Regions from separate parts of the Mus musculus genome. Here region 1 is linked to region 2. The links are chromatin contacts, called in public HiChIP or PLAC-seq maps. All regions are on one chromosome and are shown on one strand. Each heading gives the region's core, a stretch centred on a gene start, on an enhancer-like site or on the middle of the called end of the contact. The rest is flanking DNA. Distances are from core to core; before and after follow the strand shown.

Region 1 (7,412 bases), core at 2,551-5,050, 310 kb after region 2:
AATTGAAGGATTCCTGATAGGATGATACATTTAAACATTTATTTCCCAAATGTTCTTGTTTGTTTGTTCTTTGAGAGATCACAGAGATTTCAGGAGGTATGTGGCCTCCTTGAAAAAAAAATAGCCATTGGTGTGTGTTATTAAAACCTGGCATACCTCAGGATGACCTCAGCTTCTTCACCACTGACCCAGCTGCTTCATGATTCTACTACCTCACTCTTGCCTTCTCTACCACGATAGTCCATAAGCTCTTATGCCGAGATCAAAACAAACCCTTCTCATCTTACATTACTTCTTTCAAGTGATAAGAAAATACCAAAACAACCCAACAAGGCAAGATGTCCAAATCATCATACATATGAAGCAGGAAGAATAACTAGGAGACTAGGAGAAGGCAACGGTGACAGCATCTAAGAGGTAAATATAAGGGGAATCCCACTGGAATAGTATAAATTATGAGAGCCAAACATATTTTACAACCAGAGTCAAAAAAATCATATGATTCCTAGGGCTGGCAGGGATCATGACCTGTGCCACAGTAAGGCCTCTGGCACTCTGAAGAGTAAACAAGAGCTCAGAGTGACTCATGGCTTTGCTGTCATGTTAAAAGTTAATATTCTCTTTTGTTTCCACTGTCAAGATTTAGGGATATCTGTGTCATCACAGTACATTTCAAGTTCAAATAAAGAGCATTCCAATGGCTACACCCAGGGAAAGGACAGTGCCGTGTTATGACAAAGCTTTTGAAGCAATCTGAAATCAATGCCTATCTGAACATTAGTGAGAGTGGCAGGTGAGCATGGATACATAACATACAAAAGGAACTGGGGATATGCAGGTACCAAATAGCTTGTTTTAAAGTGTGAACCAACAGAGTGCTGCTTTAGATGTGAGTCCAGAGGACTTTCTGAGCTTGAAGCATTCACTTGCTTTTGATGCTATAGTGTTTCAGCAGACAGCAATCAGGGATGGAGTTTTGAAATCCATGTGTGAGAGCTATGGAGAGTCATGGTCTAGACTCCCAGAAGGAAGTTTCTGTGGAGAGCTGGAGACAAAGGGAGACTGCCACAAGGCAAAGATACACTGCTGGAGTCTTCAGTTACTTTTGGTGGGCTCCTGTGAGACAATATGGGTAAGGTGTTACTTTAAAGGTGCATGGTGTCTGGAGGAACAGGTAACATTAGAAAGAGATTAGCAGTCCTTGGGGATGCTCAGGACTATCCAACTCCTCCTCTTCCTCTTCCTCTTTCTCCTCCTCCTCCCCCTTCTTCTTCCTGATGAGAACATGATGGGAATCACTTACAAGTGAGAGTTTAAAATTCATATAAAGGCTTAAATTTTTCTTAGTATTTGAAGAGATACCAGAGAATAAAATTGCTGACAGTAGGGTCGTTGCAGTGACAGAATCTAGGTCGTGCCTTTCTCTGTTGAGCTGACACTTGCCTTCCAAGAAGGATGGTCTTAGCTTTGTTAATCATTCCAGAACATTCACATTAAAGAATTTTAACAAACAATCATTGATTACTTTTTCTGATTAAAAAAAAATGTTGCTATCCCCAACTGTACATTTTATAGTTTATCTCTTAAGTTAGTTTCCTTAGCACTAGATATTTTTTTCTCATACATTTTTCCAATTGTAGATGTGATAAGGCCATTCTCCCTTTACATAACTAAACCAAAAGTTAATATTATCATTCTACTTATGAAGAATACATGATTGTCCCATCTAAAGCTATATTAGACAGCAATTATTTTGGTATTTTATGACTTTTTAAGGAAAATTTAAAGAAAACTCCCATTTTTAATATTATTTTCTTAAATTTATTATTTTTTTCTGGAATGGAGGAAGAAAAGGAAAACTGATAATTCTGCCCTCTGACCTGACAGCTTGGATTATAATTTTAAAACTTGTTTCCTACCCTTGAATCATAACCCAGTGAAATTCTTTTTAAACAATTCAGTGTCTTAAGTTCTAAATCTATTTATATTTATTTTTAAACATGTGTATGCATGTGTGTGTGTGGGTATCTGAAGAAGCCAAAAACCAGCATTGGAGCCCCGAGAGTTGGTCTTACAAATGGTGGCATACTGCATGCCATGGCTGCTGGGAGTTAAACTCTGTAAGAGAATCAAGGGAGATAAGCCTCTTGGCCATTTTCCCAGCCTCCAATTTAAAAAGTTTTGTATAGATTATCTAAGACAAAGTTTGGCTTTAGATATTACAATCTATTAAAGTTTGTGAGCCCAGTCTGGTGTGTGGGTGGTTTGTACACAAATAAGGAATCAGAAATGGTGTTTACATTTTAAAATGTAAGAAAAACAACAAACAAAAGAAAAGGAAAGAAATTGCTACTGAGATTGTTTATGTCGCACCAACTCTAAAATATTTACTATTGGATTGTGACCAGCAGTAGATAATGAATCCCAGAACTAAAGGATTCTGCAACAGATTTTCTTTGAATTCCCTTCTTAATGCTGTTTTCTCCCTGTTCCCACCTATGGATTTTGCTGTTGTTTATTTGTAAAGTGTCTTCGTGAAGCATGGCTTTGCTTGGGTTAACAAACCAACAAATGTGATACCAATCATCTATAGGAAAAGCTTCATCTTTTGCCTCTGTTTCAGAACAATAATAACAGCAGCATTTCACATCTAACCTCTAACCTTTATGCTAGGTAGAAGTCACCTACTTGGTTTTCAAATGGTCTTGCTCCGCATCCCATTCTCATTAGTTATTGCCTTACCTTTGGGCTGTACTGTTTTCTTTTCTTCCGTTAATGGAGCAATTTCCCTGCCCTGATTTTAAATTGAACCTCATTCTCTGGTGCTGTAATTAATCTATAATATAGACTCAATTCAAACATAACCCTCCTTGGTGAGGGTAAGGGAAAGCATGTAGACTGAGGTGTTGACGTGGCTAATTCTAAAAGCGAAGAAACCAGGTTGGGAAGAAATTCTTTCACAGGAAGAAGGATGACATGATTGGGACAGAAGTTGAGGAATTAGGTCATTGGAGTAAAAGCCCTTGGCTTTTACAATGATGGTAAAGCAAGCAAGCCATGGTAATGGATAGTAGAGATCTGTTCTGTGTTGGCTTTTCACTCATGTAAAATTGGGCACGTGAAAATCATCCTTCTCCTGCTCTGCCCACCCACTCATGTGACCAGCAGTTATTTTCCCTTTACATGGGCTCCTGCTAACATTCTGGCACAAAATAACTTACCTTTGTTTGTGCCATTTCAGGCAGGGAAATTGCTCCATTAACGGAAGAAAAGAAAACAGTACAGCCCAAAGGTAAGGCAATAACTAATGAGAATGGGATGCGGAGCAAGACCATTTGAAAACCAAGTAGGTCAGGTTAAGGTTGTCATCTGTTACCAGACCTCCGCAGGTATAGATGGCTTTAACTTGAAGCTTTGGTATTGTCCTTTCTCACTAAAGAAAACAAAACAAAACAATAGCACAACAATGAAACCCTTTAAAATAAAATCAAATAAACAACCACTCCTTCCAAAAAATCCTAAGAATATTTTATGTATCTATTTATCCATTACTTTTTATTTATGAACTAGTTTCATTCTAGTTCATTCCATTTACAGTCTTGTTTATGGATCAATTACGTTTCATTTAACAACAATCAATGTAGAAAATAGAGAAACAAAGGACTCAGGCAATAATCTTCACATAAGCATGCAGAGATTGGACAGGTTCCTTAAAAATCCCTGAGGAGTTTGTGGGAAAACACAGTTAACCACAAAGCCATTCCTGGAATATTTCCGCTTGTCTGGCTCTGGATGATTCTTGGTTGTCACATGGCCGTGTTTCCTTGATCAGGGGCCACTTCCCATGGTGCCGGACACAGCTCTCCAGCTGACCTCTGAGGAATGGTGACACTAACTTCCTGACTCCTAGCTAGCAATATCTTTGATCTGTCTTTTAAAGAAGCAAATCTCAGAGAATAGACACTCAGGGAAAGAAAGGAAGGAGAAGGTTTTTAACAAAATAAAAAGGGGAAGCAGTTTCTGATTTTCCCCATTTATTCTGGATCAGCTTTTGAATATAGAAAGGTATTGTCCCAGGATGCATGTTTAGCAAATCAGCTATTCATGCTGGATCAGTGAAATGGGGCCAATTCTGTCTCCAGGTAACATTTACAGAATGAAACAGAACCAAATTCAAGTATTTTAAAAACTAACTAACTCTCTCTCTCTCTCTCTCTCTCTCTCTCTCTCTCTCTCTCTCTCTCTCACACACACACACACACACACACACACACACACACACACACACCCTCGAGTGCACATATATTGAATACTTTGTGTCCAAGATGAGTGGTCACCTCATCCAATCCAAACCATGGAGAATCTTCAGAAGGTAGCCAAAGTGGTAGGCCTTCCAGATTGGAATTTCAGGTGATATATTCCTACCTAACTGCATACTCAGTACTTTAACAAACGCAGTCTTACAAATATGCTAACAAACTCAATTGGCCTGGGAAGCTTTGCTTCTTTAGTCATCATGTTGTGTCAATCTTGTTATAAAAGGAAAACTCAAGAACAAGTGGGCGTCAGTGGGAGTCAGTGATACCAGAACATGATGTAATACTCAAGGAGGCCTCCAAATAAGGCTGCTTGGGACAGTCATTCAGGATTAAGTTGTTTGAAACAAATAGTCGGTATGCTTTGATTCTTCCTAAGATCCAAAATCTATCTAAATATATAAATAAAAAAATTATGAAGAAATGTCAACATGAATGCATGAATGTATTTACCTTAGTTTTTAGGCTCTGTCCATCAGAGGACAGCCTGTTCCCTGACATGTGTGTGCCTGCCTTTGGATTCCACAACACATTCCAGGAAAATGATATCCTAACTGGCTTGGCTGTTTACTCTGATGAGAGATTACTTGAACCTCATTTCTGTCCTCTTCAGTTTGTTTACGTTAAAGCAAAACATTCTCACACAGGAAAGGACTCCGTAATCTTTCTTAGTGGTGGAAAGCTTCTCTTTCCAGGGTCAGCAATTTTGTGTCTGTAAAGTTAATTAACAGGAGCTTGGAGACCCGTCCTTCAGGCTTCATGTCTGCATCCATGATCTTTGGCAAGGACAGAGCACTACCTCAGACATGGGATGAGATGTGCCAGTAATGGAAGCCTAACTATAATGGTGTTTTCAGCTTGCTTTCTTGTGATACCATAGAAGTTCTAATCACAATCATGTTTGAGGATCTAAGAGAATCCTCTGTGGGGAAAAAAGTAGAATAATTTAGAATTAAAATCTTTACCCAGTTGCTGGGACATCTTACCTTTCCTCCACCATCCTTGCTGTGATGGAAAACCTTTCACATCAGAAGAGATCAGTGCCAATCATTAGATAAGGTGGATCAGTTATTGTAGTTTGTAAGCTTCAACCATTCAGAAACATTATTTTAGATTGGCAGCCTGCTTCACTCAAAGCAAGAGCTAACTGATTGACACAGTTTCAGTCTACTTTAAGAGTAATGTTTCAGAGGATTGGCTTTTGCTAAATGAACACTTACCTCCGCTGTGGTAGTCACTAAACACTTTTTGTGGCCATGGAGCACTGACACTGTAGTTTTGCTGAACCATGATGTGTTATATAGTGTAGGCTGCATGTGGGACTTTAAAGACAGTTGAAACAATATTTGTACATAAGTGGTTAAGCTATAAATGTTAAGAAACTTTATTTCACTCTTACCTTTTTACTTTGCTAAACACGAGTGAATTTTAATCAGCAATAAGTCTAAATTCTATATCGAAATTCCTTCTTTTCCCCCTCCCCCTCCTCCTTCCTCCTCCCCCTCCCTTCTCTATCCATTTCTATCTCCTTGTACTAAGGTCAAATCTAAGTGGATTAAGGAACTCCACATAAAACCAGAGACACTGAAACTTATAGAGGAGAAAGTAGGAAAAAGCCTTGAAGATATGGGTACAGGGGAAAAAGTCCTGAATAGAACAGCAATGGCTTGTTCTGTAAGATTGAGAATTGATAAATGGAACCTCATAAAACTGCAAAGCTTCTGCAAGGCAAAAGACACTGTCGATAAGACAAAAAGACCACCAACAGATTGGGAAAGGATCTTTACCTATCCCAAATCGGATAGGGGACTAATATCCAATATATATAAAGAACTCAAGAAGGTGGACTCCAGAAAATCAAATAACCTCATTAAAAAATGGGGCTCAGAGCTGAACAAAGAATTCTCACCTGAGGAATACCGAATGGCTGGGAAGCACCTGAAAAAATGTCAACATCCTTAATCATCAGGGAAATGCAAATCAAAACAACCCTGAGATTCCACTTCACTCCAGTCAGAATGGTTAAGATCAAAAATTCAGGTGACAGCAGATGCTGGCGAGGATTTGGAGAAAGAGGAACACTCCTCCATTGTTGGTGGGATTGCAAGCTTGTACAATCACTCTGGAAATCAGTCTGGCAGTTCCTCAGAAAATTGGACATAGTACTACCGGAGGATCCCGCAATACCTCTCCTGGCCATATATCCAGAAGATGTCCCAACCGGTAAGAAGGACACATGCTCCACTATGTTCATAGCAGCCTTATTTATAATAGCCAGAAGCTGGAAAGAACCCAGATGCCCCTCAACAGAGGAATGGATACAGAAAATGTGGTACATTTACACAATGGAGTACTACTCAGCTATTAAAAGAATGAATTTATGAAATTCCTAGGCAAATGGATGGACCTTGCGGGAATCATCCTGAGTGTGGTAATCACATCACAAAGGAACTCACACAATATGTACTCACTGATAAGTGGATATTAGCCCAGAAACTTAGGATACCCAAGATATAAGATACAATTTGCTAAATGCATGAAATTCAAGAACGAAGACCAAAGTGTAGTCACTTTGCCCCTTCTTAGAAATGGGAACAAAACACCCATGGAAGGAGTTACAGAGACAAAACTTGGAGCTGTGATGAAAGGATGGACCATCTAGTGATTGCCATATGCAGGGATCCATCCCATAATCAGCTTCCAAACGCTGACACCATTGCATACACTAGCAAGATTTTGCTGAAAGGACCCAGATATAGCTGTCTCTTATGAGACTATGCCGGGGCCTAGCAAACACAGAAGTGAATGATCACAGTCAGCTATTGGATGGGTCACAGGGCCCCCAATGGAAGAGCTAGAGAAATTACCCAAGGAGCTAAAGGGATCTGCAACCCTATAGGTGGAACAACAATATGAACTAACCAGTACCCCGGAGCTCTTGTCTCTAGCTGCATATGTATCAAAAGATGGCCTAGTCGGCCATCACTGCAAAGAGAGGCCCATTGGACTTACAAACTTTATGTGCCCCAGTACAAGGGAACCCCAGGGCCAAAAAGGGGGAGTGGGTGGGTAAGGGATTGGGGGGGTAGGTATGGG
Region 2 (7,286 bases), core at 1,113-3,612:
CTTGGACTGGGTGGGCCACTTTCACTTCCAGCATCATATTCTATAGTGAGCTAAAGGAAAAAGACAGATGTGTTTTCATAATTTTTATAATTGTATGTTGCCTGGGCATCCCATTCTGAATACAAGTTGGACCTTCTCCTAGTCTGATTTGAAGAACTTTCCAGTTCTCAACATTTTTCAGGTTCTCAAGGTAGTCCTGGAGGCCATTCACTGTGAAATGGGAGAGGAAACAGGAGTTTGAAGGTACAGGCCGTGGATACAGGAAGGCATAGCTTGTAGGAGCATGAGGTGGCCACGTGCACTACAGAGGCAGGCAGGAAGCAGCCAGCTATTTGGAGATCTCCCTAGAACCTTAAACAATGCAATGTTATATGTATGAATAAGCTGCAAAGACAACAAACACTTCTATGTAAAACTTGAAGGCAAGGAAAACTTTTTACCTAACAACATCAATCTTCTCTCCCCTAGAAATCCATGAATAAGTTACCAAACTAAGATTCACATTTTATTTCCATTCCTCCACAGTTACTGCCTCTGTTCATAGGTATTGTATACTTGCTGATTTCTTGTCCTCCTTAAAGTTCTAAGAAATCCTTTTCTTTAAGTCAAGCAAAGGTAACTAGATGTGGCCAGAGTGTACATCATATCACGGGTCTTTCTCCTGGTTTCTTTCATTTCTCTGTGCAGGAGCACAGAATTCAGGAATGGCTGCTGAACCCTGGGAAAAAGCATTTTCTGTTTCAACTTGTGTAGCTTTTTAATCGGCTTCTTGCCTCCAAGCCTGGGAGAGCTCAATGCAATCTATCCAAGTGCAGGGTGGTGGGGGCGTCAGCTCCCTAGTGCTGGTGGTTCCCACGGAGCTGGACCCATGCCTGGTTGCTCCTGGGAATTGTGCTGTGGCCAGTGCAGCTGTGGTCCTCCTTAAGTGGTGGCCAAGAAAAGTCCCTTTCTATGAGCTGCCCTTTTAGCCATAGACACAGAGGCACCAAGGACATTGTAGGGGGATTCAAATGGTCCCTGCCCCATAAGCATAACCTCCTGAGGTTGTCTTTCCTCTTTGCCGTAGGCTGGCCTGCAGTTCCCATAGGTTACAGAAGACTTTAGAGTTAAGTTTGTGTTCCCTTCAGGCACAGCACTCTCACTCCCAAGGAGGAAAAGAGAAAGATTTCAGCATAGAAAAATAGAAAATAGGCCTCCTTTGTCCTCTTGGCAGAAGAGCTGAAGCAAGACAGGAGAGCCTGTGTTGAATCTGTTGCTTCAGCCTGTGCCTGCCACGCCTTTAATTTTTCAGTGGCACTGACCTCCACTTGCAGAATGAGGTTCTAACCAGATGGTCCCTTAAAGCCTTTCCTCACCTCACATTCTGTGGTTTTGTTTCTGTTTCCCTCCAAGGGCTGAATGAGAATGCACACATTCCAAATTAAACGCCGAGGAGTAAGCTCCAAGGAGTACCTGGAGGTCAAAGACAGATGTTACTCATCTTTTAGAGGACTTTTCGGGGGAAAATAAACTACGAGTAAAGTCTAGTAGATAAAACTGATCCTGGTTTGTCCATGAAATTTGGAAGCTGTCCCCTGAAGTTAGGCAGGGGTCTCCCGTGGTCGTAAATGAAGTGTTAAAATGGTAACTTCGAGGCTAAGCTGCCCCTGTCACTGCTTTGATTGCTTATTTTTGGTCTCATGTAGCTGAGGATGGCCTGCAACTTCAGGTTATCTGCCTGAGCTTCCGCTTGAACAAGCAAAAGTTCCCTACTAGAAAGATCGGGGCACAGGTTGGAAGTAAATCAATTAAAAATAAAAAGCAAAGCAAACAAACAACACTGGGGTTTTGTTTGTTTGTTTGGTTGGTTGGTTTGGTTTTTTTTAATTTCTGCTTTTGTGGTAGGGGAGGATAATGTCTCATTATGACTATCTATGACTAAGTATGACTATCCCTCCTAACATACACTGGCTCTTGGCTCTTGGTTAGACTGGTCTATCTTGTCCAGCTCCTGACTATTAGGAATATACTGCCAATCATTATGTGAAGAAAAGGGGAGTCATGGAGATGCTTGGCAGGGGTTGGCATCTATATGGTCATGTGTGTGGTTTGGACTGAAATCCCATAATATCCCTAATATCCCCAGGCAGTTTAATTCTGTAGCGGGACTAACATGAATAATTAAACAGAGCAAAGATGTGACAACATTGTGCTTAGGGTACAACACAGCTGTGATTTCAGGGGCTCAGGAAAGAAGAGGAACTGGGGGCATCTGTCACCTCAGAAACATGCTTATAACAAATGATGATTTAGCAGACTCACAAAATACTGTAAAACAGAGGCTACAGGGTGTGCCCTGTTAAGAGAGAGGGCTGCCAAGTTGCCATGGAATTGTTGATCAAGTCATGGCTATGGGCATCTTACAAACTGAAATTCTGTGCCATGGTGGGTCATCCACAATGCCTTCTTTCTAACTGAAAATTGGATACATTTTAAAATAACTGCTGACAGCCTACAGAAGGGAAAAGAACTGAAGGCTATGTGTGTATTGAACGTAATAGGAATTGCACACGTATGAAAGAACCCCTCCCCCCTTGCCTCCTCTTATTGGGAAAGGCTTAAAAAGTAATGAGAGTGTGAAGGAGTTTCTGATTTTCTGATGCTAGACTCTGGGATTTCTGTTGCGAAAGGATTCTCTTTGCTTTGATCCGGGATGTGATGGCTTTTTGTTCTGCAGCAGTACAGGGATGCTTTTCAATGGCTTCCTCCCTCCCCAGTGGCATTCAGTCCTGAAGAAGATTTGCATAGCAAGCATGATCTGCTTAGCCAGTGCGAAGTGGAGCAGGTTAAGCTCTGGAATAATTTTGCTGCCAGTAAAGATGATCACAGGTCTAAATGTTACAGACCTTTGAAGCCGAGGCCTCAGTCACATAAGCGATCCCGGATGTAATTCTACAGAGCACTGCAATTGATGTCGTTTGTATGCTTTGACTTCTAGTCTCCAAGAAGAATTGTTAATTTGTGCTGTCGTTCTGTCATTTGACTACATTTGTAGAATTTTTGAGGGTTTTTTGGGGGGGGTGCTTTTCTCAGTTTAGGGGCTGGGTGTTATATCTCAGAGACTGCAGTGTTTAATTAGAATCTGTAAAGTCCAGAATTTGATTCCCAGAATTTGCAAATGACAACAGATTGTTTTACAATGACACCCCCTACCCCAAATTTTTAGCATGGTCAATTCATGTAGTTTAAATTCGTAAACATCCCAGGGCTAAGGGTGTAGTATTATTGGAAAACTGGATTTGGTGGGTAGACCAGTTAGTTTTCACTGTCAACTTGACACGAACTAGAAGGGAAGAGATTTTTTTTAAAGAGAGGAGTTATCTAGTTATTTAGATCAGGTTCACATGCAGGCAAGACAGAAGGGGGTGGGGGGTGGGGTGGGCAAGAGGATGGGGGACAGGGAGGGGAGAATCTTGTTAACTGAGGTAGGCAGACAGAGCCCACAATGGGCAGTTTTATTCACTAGCAGGGATGTCCTCAACAGTAAAAGAGAGGAGAAAGCCTTCTGACAAAGCAAGCAAGAATGCATTCATCCTCTTTGCTCTAGACTGGATATTCTGTGACTTGCTGCTTCATTTCCTGCCTTTAGTTCCCAGAAACGATGGGCTGTGTCTTCCCACTAAAAACCATTCCTCCCTTGTGTCGCATTTTTTCAGAGCATGTATCACAGCAACAGAAATAAACTGGAACCACAACACATGTGCACATGCACACAGTCTCAATCTTCAGTAGGTAGAGGCAGCAGGATCAAAGTTCAAGGCCATGCTTGAGTTCAAGACTAGCCTGAGCTACAGGAGATCCTCTCAAAAAGAAAGAAAGAAAGAGAGAGGGGGGGGAGGGAGAGGGGAGGGGAGGGGAGGAGGGGGGAGGGGAGGGGAGGGAAGGGAAAGAAGGAAGGAAGGAAGGAAGGAAGGAAGGAAGGAAGGAAGGAAGAGAAAGGAAGGAAGGAAGGAAGGAAGGAAGGAAGGAAGGAAGGAAGGAAGGAAGGAAGGAAGAGAAAGGAAGGAAGGAAGGAAGGAAGGAAGGAAGGAAGGAAGGAAGAGAAAGGAAGGAAGGAAGGAAGGAAGGAAGGAAGGAAGGAAGGAAGAGAAAGGAAGGAAGGAAGGAAGGAAGGAAGGAAAGAAGGAAGGAAGGAAGGAAGAGAAAGGAAGGAAGGAAGGAAGGAAGGAAGGAAGGAAGGAAGAGAAAGGAAGGAAGGAAGGAAGAAAGAAAGAAAGAAAGAAAGAAAGAAAGAAAGAAAGAAAGAAAGAAGGAAGGAAGGAAAGAGCCGGTGTTGGTGGCGCACGCCTTTAATCCCAGCACTCGAGAGGCAGAGGCAGGCGGATTTCTGAGTTCGAGGCTAGCCTGGTCTACAGAGTGAGTTCCAGGACAGCCAGGGTTATAAAGAGAAACCCTGTCTCGGAAAACCAAAAAAAAAAAAAAAGAAGGAAAGAGAAAAAGAAAGAAGAAAAGGTAGGAAAGGAGAATAATATTAATATTTGTCATGTTTCAAAAGTTTATGATTTTTTTCCCTTTCTTTCCTTTCTGAAACATGAGAAATATTATTTCAACTCTTAATCTTTGGGAGTTTGCATTACTTTTCTGTCTCCTCTCTTGACCCCTTTCCCTCTTTGTCTGCTGATAAATGTTCTACTTAGAACTTGCACCTCTTTTTGGCCATAGGTATCCTCTACTGTCCAGTGTCCTCAGATTGGTTTTGTAGTGGCTCACAGTTTGCAGGAGTCCAGTCCCAAAGCACCTTCCTCTGCAAACTTTGGTGGCTCTCTGGAGGTCGGCTGAGGAGGCCAGTGAGTGCCTGCACAGCCCTTTCCCTCTGACCACTCTGCATGGAGTTGTTCTTTCCACTTTCTCCCTCTCCCTCTGTCCATCCCATCTTCCAAGCCCTGCACTGGTCTTCCATCCACATAGTAAGGGCTGTGTGTGCTGGAGCCTCGTGGCTCACCTTGCACTATTACCTGCCCTGTGCCTGTGTGCTCTTACTTGGTTTCCCTGTCTGAAGAGTCTCAACTTTATTATCCATAAAAATGCTTTATTTCAAGCAAACATTTTTTTTTTTTTGTTTCTGGTGTCTTCATAATTTACTTTACTTCAGTTTCTGCCATCAGGTTTTTCTCATCTTTCTTTAGCTTCACTTTTTGTTTACTTACAGGTAACGTTAGGATAAATGTCCCAGATGTTTTCATAAACTTACTGATGTTCTGGGTTATGTATTAGAGCAGTGATTCTAAACCTGCAGGTCCTGACCTCTGGGGAGACGGGGGGATCCAACAACCCCATCACAGGGGTCACCTAAGATCATCAGAAATCACAGATATTTACATTATGATTTATAACAGTAGCAAAAATTACAGTTATTAAGTGGCAACAAAATAATATTATGGTTGGGAGTCAGCACAACATGAGGAACCATATTAAAGTGTCATAGCATTAAAATGTTCAGAACTATTAGTTTAGAGTATGATCACCGGGGACAGAGTGCATGGGTCCAATTCCATCTCTGATCTATGTCCTATGAGCTGCTTAGGCTCTTGGAGCCTCAGTCTCTCGTCTGTTAACTCAGGTCTTGCTTGATTGGCTGTTGTGTGGATAGAATGAGTCAGTTTTCACAAAGTTATTAAAGTAAGTCTCATCAAGGCTGACACTTTCAACATGTCAGCCTTGTCCCCTCACAGCCAATGAAGGCTTATGGTCCAACTTTTTATCTTTGTCCTAATGTTCTTCATTCCTGTGAGGCCCAGAAACAGGCATTTGGACATAGAAGTTGCTCAGTAAATATTTGTACAAATAGTCTAGACAGTGCTGAAAGCAAGCCTCATCCCATGGATTTGGAACTTGACAATTTTCTTAGAACAGACCAAGACCCAGCCATATAGCTTCTGCTAATACTGACCCCTAACAGAGCACCTATGATGTGGTAAGTGCTCTGAAAATAAATTGCCAAACTTCTCAATGTTTAACTTAGAAACTCTCAGGTCCCAATGAAATAAAGATAAAATTTATCTTAGAAATACTTTCTCTTATTAGTAAAACTATATATAAAATCATGCACTGACTAGTGGTGAGAACATGTTCTCAGTGATTTATCAGGCAATTTCATCTTTGTATGAACAGTATAGAGTGTTTGCATGAAACAGACAACAATGGCTGATATCACAGGGGGTCTCCTCTTACTCAACATCATATATGGCCTGTTGTTAAGTGAATGCATGAATGTATGTAGCATGACTAGATATATAACTTCACATACAAAGTACACATGTATAAAGCATAATAGATCCAGAAAGTGTATATAGTATGCAATTTCATATATTATATGCACATACATGAGCACATGAAAATTTAAAACAAAATACATGCAATTATGGCACTAAAATATCCATTCAATATATTTTCAGACTTTTCTATACATTATGTACATATTTAGAAATAATAAAAAGATCATGCCATGATTGATAGTTTAGGAACTCCATTCAGACTGAGCACAACCTTTCCTCAGCATGGTGTTGCCCAGGAGGGACCTACTCTGTGCAGTGAACCAGGAGCTCACATAGGAGGGACGTTCTCTGGGCAGTGAACCAGATTGCCCAAGAGGGATCTACTTTGTGCAGTGCACCAGGAGATCTGACAGAGGACCTACTCTGTGCAGTGGACCAGATTGCACGGGTGTGACCTACTCTGTGTAGTGAATCAGGAGATTATGCAGGACGAACCTATTCTGTGCAGTGAACCAGATTGCCTGGGAGGGATCTATTCTGTACAGTATACCAGGAAATATCACATTAGGAGCCAACTCTGTGCAGTGAGCCCAGAAATCACAAACCATCACTATACTGTTCCCTTGACATGTACTTATAAACCAACAACCGTCTCTCAATTGCCATAGAAATGAAAAGACAAGAGCAAAAAGAGAACAGGAATTTCAGTTTAAGGATTATGATGAGTTATAGACAAGGAATTTATAATGGAAGGATCTTTTTAGAAAAACTGAAGCAGGATTTTGGCTTTATTTTTATTTATTTTTTTTTTTTTTGAAGCAGCATGGTGGTAAGCAACAGGTTGATAAAATTTCACAATGTCAGGTAAATTCATCTAACTACGACAAAGTATCTGAAGCAATCAGCTTTATAAAGAAGAAAGATAACAGTTAAGGTTTGAGTTCATGGTCTTTTGGCTCTGTGGTTTTGGATCCATGTTCAGACCGCATACACCAATCACTGTGGGCGAGCATAGCAGAGAAGGCTCATTCA

The links. HiChIP or PLAC-seq counts read pairs in DNA pulled down with a chosen protein or histone mark.
Region 1: a CTCF HiChIP or PLAC-seq map of the NIH/3T3 cell line shows a contact between it and region 2, with 8 read pairs. The contact joins two enhancer-like sites.

Annotation. Positions count from the first base shown.
Region 1 is chr10:37,479,926-37,487,337 of GRCm38.p6, forward strand. No RefSeq gene overlaps it. Among named protein-coding and RNA genes, the nearest start is that of Gm31330, 47 kb to the left of the region's middle. Within about 2 kb of position 3,801, at least 34 of the 459 cell types and tissues checked have an H3K27ac peak or open chromatin away from gene starts, as enhancers often do. A contact at or near this core is called in the NIH/3T3 cell line, where this site is marked.
Region 2 is chr10:37,169,774-37,177,059 of GRCm38.p6, forward strand. No RefSeq gene overlaps it. Among named protein-coding and RNA genes, the nearest start is that of 5930403N24Rik, 34 kb to the left of the region's middle. Within about 2 kb of position 2,363, at least 14 of the 459 cell types and tissues checked have an H3K27ac peak or open chromatin away from gene starts, as enhancers often do. A contact at or near this core is called in the NIH/3T3 cell line, where this site is marked.